Linked DNA regions of Zea mays: region 2 is linked to region 1. The links are chromatin contacts, called in public Hi-C maps. All regions are on one chromosome and are shown on one strand. Each heading gives the region's core, a stretch centred on a gene start, on an enhancer-like site or on the middle of the called end of the contact. The rest is flanking DNA. Distances are from core to core; before and after follow the strand shown. Region 1 holds the start of LOC100274822. Region 2 has its middle 27 kb from the start of LOC111590170.

Region 1 (3,020 bases), core at 483-2,982:
AACTCATTTGTGTTGCACTGTTACGCCCTTTCCACTTGATAACTCCATGACTGTCTTAGCGAGCGGGCAAAAAGAAATGAATTTGATCAATCATATTGAATCATGGAATGGATCACCTAACACCTGCTGCACCATGTTCGCATGGGTCCAGTCATACTCGAGAGAAATGGTGAAATGAAATCATTGGACGGCTAAGAACAGCGCGCCGATCGGTGGTGTGTATACATGAGAACAAGATAAGGTTTCCAAATTACGTTCGTCAATGATAATAACAAGTTGAAGTTCTTTCAGTGCAAGAAAGGCTTTCTCAATGATGAAAACTGCGTCTGTAAACCCCTCTATCAATCGCATCAGCGCACCAGCTCACGGAAAGAAGCTCAAGAACATGGTGCCTCCTTTTTTTTCTCTAAAACTTCTGAAAGTTCCTTTAATCCATGTTTTAGCTCTTATCGCGTGGTAGAACTAGCGTTGCAGACGACAAATACCACCTTTCATCCATGACATAAGGCAAAGGTTAGTCCGCGCATAGTTTAATTTGCAGGGGACGATAACACTTGTATTAGATGATGCAAGTTGCTTGTCTTACATTTTGAGGTAGGGGAAGAACACTTTTGGTGAGACAGGAACTGGTCTAGAGTTATCCCTCCGAAAAATCTTGCAGTTCAAAATCTGATCTCTTAGTTTTTGCCGGTTTCTTCTTCACATCTGTTCCTTTTCTTAGTGATGTGTTTAGCTTCCTCTGTACTGCTTTGTATGGAATCCGGTTGAATATTGGGTCAGGCTTGTGCAGTGCATCAGAAAAAACTCTTTTTATTTTCTGGATTTGGCATAGCATCTCCCAGTGCCTAGTGCCGGGAAACCATGACTGATGTCTCCAGAATCCAGCATATGTTCTCTCAACTCCACTTTATTAGGGCCAGTTCGGTAACTCCATTTTCCCAAACTAGTCTTTAGTGTAGACTACGTTACTTTGTGGTTTTGGTTGGTCTAGCCATAAGGACATGTACAATGGTAATTAATGTAGAGGCTCTTAAGGTGTTTAAAAAGTTATTTGCAAAAAAATCGTAGAGTCATCTCTCTGTGAAGAGACGCAGCTCGTAAACCAAGTACAAACAGACGACTCATTTATCACTGTACGAATTCGTCGTCTGTTATATCGATCCGATGACGTACAACCACATTTACTTCTGCATTTACTAATAGACTATATTTATAAACATTTTATTGTATAATAGAGTCTTTTAGTTGTCCCTTGTGTTTGGAAAGCTGTTTTAATGTCTCCACCGAACATACCCTAAAGTCTCTACCTAATACTGCTTTAGAGCTTTTTCTCTACGACAAGGGAGCTTAATTTCTGTGCGCAATTGTCTCTCCGAGGATCGGTGACGTGCTGACGGCAAACTCCTTGGACAACTACACGGCCGAAGCAAGCAAGGACGGCCCTCGTCAAGAACTCAAGACGCGCGTTTCAAGCCCTGCCTGTTGGTGTGGGGGGCATGACCTCGGGAGACAGCGCGCGGCCATGCAGCCGGATCCGGAATGGCCGGTCGCGCCGTGCGCCGGTGCCCATCCCCACGCCCGCCGCATGCTGCCTCCATCTGCCCTCGATCGGGAACTGAGGCCGTGAGGCGTACGAAATGCTTAATCAAACACAGTGATGCGCGGGCGCTCATCCATAGGCGTACAGCGTACTGATGCAGCATCCATGGACGTCCTGACCACGCCATCAATCAAGCAAAAATGAAACCAGCAACGGTAGCAAAGTGGCAATGGTTTCACTTCCAGTCCAATCAATTCCTTCGTTTGACGTTCTATCCCTGACTCAGGTAGTCAGGTGTAGTGCTGCTGCGGCCACAGTGCTCGGCGCTCGCTCGTGCTGCCTGCTGGTGCTCTGTGCTCGAGTGCTCGACGGCCGCTGCCCGCTGCGCTGGGAGCTTGCGACGAGCCAACGGGTCACCGGTCGACGGCCACCCGCGCGCCACCGCGCCAGACTGGGCGCGCCCTCCTCGCCGTGGGTCCTCCACTCCGGGATCCGGCGGCGGCGGCGGCCTCCCTGCGGCCCTGCCTGCGCCGTGCAGTGCCGCCCCTCGCCGGCGGTCGGCTCAACTCCCTGTCCACCACAGTGCCGAGCCGGCATCCACCTCCTGCTTCCACCGCCAGTTTGCCACAGTGCCGCGCCGGCCTCCCGTCCCTGGTCGAAGGCCGCCACCGCCACCTACTGAATTGTGATAATGTGAGTGATTCTCCTCTCCCCAATGGCCCAATTCCTCCCCTTTTCGGGAAAAATTTCTGTCTCATGCAAACACTTTTTTTATAGTCTATCACATCCACCACTTCCGAACAAAAAATAGATTAAAATTTACAGCTTAACTCTTCGATAATTTATTTTTTTCTATTTATATGGACCACTGTATATGATAGGCTGTCAAAGAGATTCTTTGCATCCCATACAAAGAAATTTTCCCCTTTTCGCTATCTATCCATTGGATTGTTGAATGTTGTATTGTTAATTTTAAAGATCTTAGAGAGTTTAAGTGATCATTAATTTGTATAGTGGCTCGGGGCGTCACTTTCACCTTGCATCCCATGCAAAGAATTTTTTCCCCTTTTCGCTATCTATCCATTGGATTGTTGAATGTTGTAATGTTAATTTTAAAGATCTTAGAGAGTTAAAGTGATCATTAATTTGTATAGTGACCCGGTGCGTCACTTTCACCTTGCATCCCATGCAAAGATATTTCCCCCTTTTCGCTATCTATCCATTGGATTGTTGAATGTTGTATTGTTAATTTTAAAGGTCTTAGAGAGTTAAAGTGGTCATTAATTTGTATAGTGGCTCGAGGCGTCACTTTCACCTACCTCCGGCACCGTGGGAGTTTTTTTTCTATTATAAACTCCATTTCAAGCTGAAATTCGATAAAAGTCCTTTATACCGCGTCATACCATTATAATAGAATTACTAGCCAACTTAAATCAATTGTGTTTTATTTTATTTCTCTTGTCACATGAATAGATATTTT
Region 2 (2,942 bases), core at 302-2,801, 41 kb after region 1:
CATACCTGAATTTAAGCTATACTCTGTGAATAGTGCAATTTACAGTTTTCAAATAGTGTTTTAGGTGAACATATGAGTAAAGTGAGTTTGGGATTAAGTGACTATGGAACCAATGCATGAGGCCGGAGGTTACAGACCACTACATACTCTTTTTTGCTATTTTAGACCTAGATTTATGTTTTCTTAAAAATGATTTATAGGAACGACCCGTTTTCGAGCCACCCTACAAACACTTTGGCCTTGTTTGTTTACACCAATCCAACTCTAGATTAATATGGATTGTAATTAAATCCATATCACAATCCATACCCAAAAAAACCAAACATACTTAAAAAAAATTATTCGATTAAACCTATCATAGATTATACCCCAAGGGTTTGATAATTTTTAAACTATGTAAAGCATGGATTCTATCTATAGCTCATTACGTATGAAATAAATCTATGAAAAATTGCAAAAGTTTATATTAGAATACATGGATCAAAAAAATAACTAGCTTTCAGAGATACATGGATTAAATGATGGATTTAATCCCAACATAAAATTATATGTGAGGTATAGATTCACCTAATATAGATCCGGATTAAATCCATGGTAGGATTTCATCCTTATAGCCGAACTTGTTCCTTAGTTGTCCCCCTAGAAATTGTTAATTTGTAGAGGAGCCGGCCCCTAGAAACCACCCCAAGGTGCCCCTAAAATGCCTCCATGTAGTAGTGTGAATCATTGGGCATTTATACTGGCCCATTATAAGTCTAAGTTAGCGATTTCTACAAATGGATTAGTAGAGACGAGTGGCATTATCCGTCGTTCCATTAAAATTGTTTTTTCAGAGACGACAGCTAAACAACAATCTCTAAAAAATTATGATTTTTAAAAACTGAACTTATTATTTCCTAAAGACGGCTTAATTTGTAGTGGCGCTAGCTGGCTCACCAGCTGCCCGACTGCCCCCTACAAAATCCTGTTTGTAGTAGTGAAACAAACCATGTATGTAGCTCTTGTACAACCAATCATGCATGCATGCATATGTATGAGTCTAAGCGCATATGGATAAGCAAATAAAGCTGCATTAGTTTTATATCGATATGATCGTAAGAAAAAGTGGCCACCCGACAGGCAGGGACGTGGGCTCGCTGGAAAACTAGCTTAAGTGCTTGTCATGACCGATGTTGTTTATGCGCCACGCTACACTGTGGTGCCCTGCTGACATGCATGAGTTTGCACCCAAGGTCACGTGGGCTCGCTGAAAGCTGTGCGCGTCTCCATTGATTGCTACAGTCCATGTACGCACTATGATTCGGGTGATATAAAGAGGCCACACATATATATCTGCACTGCACGCGACTATTGCTGGAAAGTGGAAACACAAGTACAGAAGCAAAACCGATGGGAAACGGTCGCACTCGCACCTGCACCTGCTGAGTGCAGTAGGAGAGAAAGTGGAAGAGAAGGAGGCATGATTCGGCGCGGGACATGATGATGGCTTGGCGGGCCACGTATTCGTGCCGCGTAGCCATCATTGACTGAGAGGATTATTACGCAGCTCTGCTCGGCACGGGAGGGCCCATGGGTAAGGCCCATGTACGTGTGCACGGGGAGCGCGGGCCCGTCCTGCCGTCCCCAGATCTCAACTATCGGATTCGTGGGTCCCATCTCCACAAGTTCAAACGGGCCGGCGAGAGGACAGCCGCTGTAGGCCAGGCCCAATAGTGCCTTGGCATACTTGACCGGCTGACGCTGCCACCCTGTCCATGCCACTGCTCACACTCCACACCACTTAAGATAAAAAACGGACAGAAAAACTCCACTACTATTTTCGTTTTCGCATTTTTTTTCACCGAAAACGGGATCAAGCCCGAAATAGTCAAGAATAGAAACGGTAGCGGAATAAATGTGTATACAAAAACGAACGGGAACAGAAATATTAAACGAAGGAAGAAGAAAAGCGACCGTGGAAGAAGAAAAAACAAAATGAACCGTTGTGCTAAGGGTGGTAGTAAATAGTGAATAAATCTATCCTATTTAGTAAATCTGAATTTTGCGAAGCTAATTTTAGCTAACTTGTTATGAAATGTGCCTATTTTTGACAGCGATCGAGTGCTGCAAAAAAAAAAACTTTTAGTCAACAAGAGAGCAGTAGCATGCAAGTTGCTGGTGACGCTGGCTGAAGGCATATGTCCTCTTTATCATGCATGCATCGAGGAGGTCGACGAGTGAAAAAATAAACAAGGGGGAAAAGAAGAAAGACATGGGGATGTGGAACGATGGGTCGGGTTCATTCAGCCAGGTGATGGGTGTGAAGGGCGGCTGACGTGTGCGGTGACCGTCGCGTGACAATGGCGGCACTGTGGAGCAGCGTAATTTCTCCGCGGAAAAGACAGCAGCAACAGGGACGGCAGCAACCATGCAGCTGCATCAGGGGTTCAGGGGGCTGTTTTTGCTCCTACGAGAACGAGAGCAGGCCAGCAGCAGGTCGTCTCTCTCTCTCTCTCTCTCTCTTTTACTCCGGTCACTGCACTGCACCTGCTCCAGCCTCCAGGCGACTGCTCCTAGCTGGTATAATCATCACGAGCGTGGCAATGGCAAGCCTCGCCCTCTTTTCCTTTTCCTCTCGCATTTCCGTCCCTGGCCAAAAGCTGGCCTTCGTCTCGTCTCCGCATCCGGCAGGCGGCAGCCAGCCGGAGAGGGGGGGCGTAGCCGCGCAGGCCCGCCTGGTTGCAATGCAACCGCACTGCGTTGCGTTTGCTTGCATAGCATATATAGTACTACTCTATCTAGGGGTTTCGATTGGCTCCGGCGCCCGAGAAATGCGCAGCGCGCAGGCAGGGAGGATACCGAGCACGAGCAGCAGCGCCCGGCGCCCGCAGAGTGGAGAATGTTTTTCAGAGGGGGAGCAGGGCCTGACGTTTTCCCCTGTGGAGACGGAGCGTCGTCGCGCG

What was found. Hi-C and Micro-C count contacts between places; a contact is called where the count stands out from the background.
Region 2: a contact with region 1 is called in a Hi-C map of leaf, with 5 times the contacts expected there. The contact joins the enhancer-like site here to the promoter of LOC100274822 in region 1. A contact is called at or near these places in 11 of 25 Hi-C or Micro-C datasets (bundle sheath, ear, endosperm and 4 more) and 1 of 3 datasets of contacts at active chromatin or transcription factors (seedling).

What each region holds. Positions count from the first base shown.
Region 1 is chr9:150,164,946-150,167,965 of Zm-B73-REFERENCE-NAM-5.0, forward strand. It overlaps LOC100274822, which reads left to right and starts at 1,733. Exons shown (of 2, transcript NM_001149091.2): 1 at 1,733-2,233. The coding sequence starts at 2,232.
Region 2 is chr9:150,206,375-150,209,316 of Zm-B73-REFERENCE-NAM-5.0, forward strand. No RefSeq gene overlaps it. Among protein-coding and RNA genes, the nearest start is that of LOC111590170, 27 kb to the right of the region's middle. Within about 2 kb of position 1,552, at least 18 of the 20 cell types and tissues checked have an H3K27ac peak or open chromatin away from gene starts, as enhancers often do. A contact at or near this core is called in bundle sheath, ear, endosperm and 5 more, where this site is marked.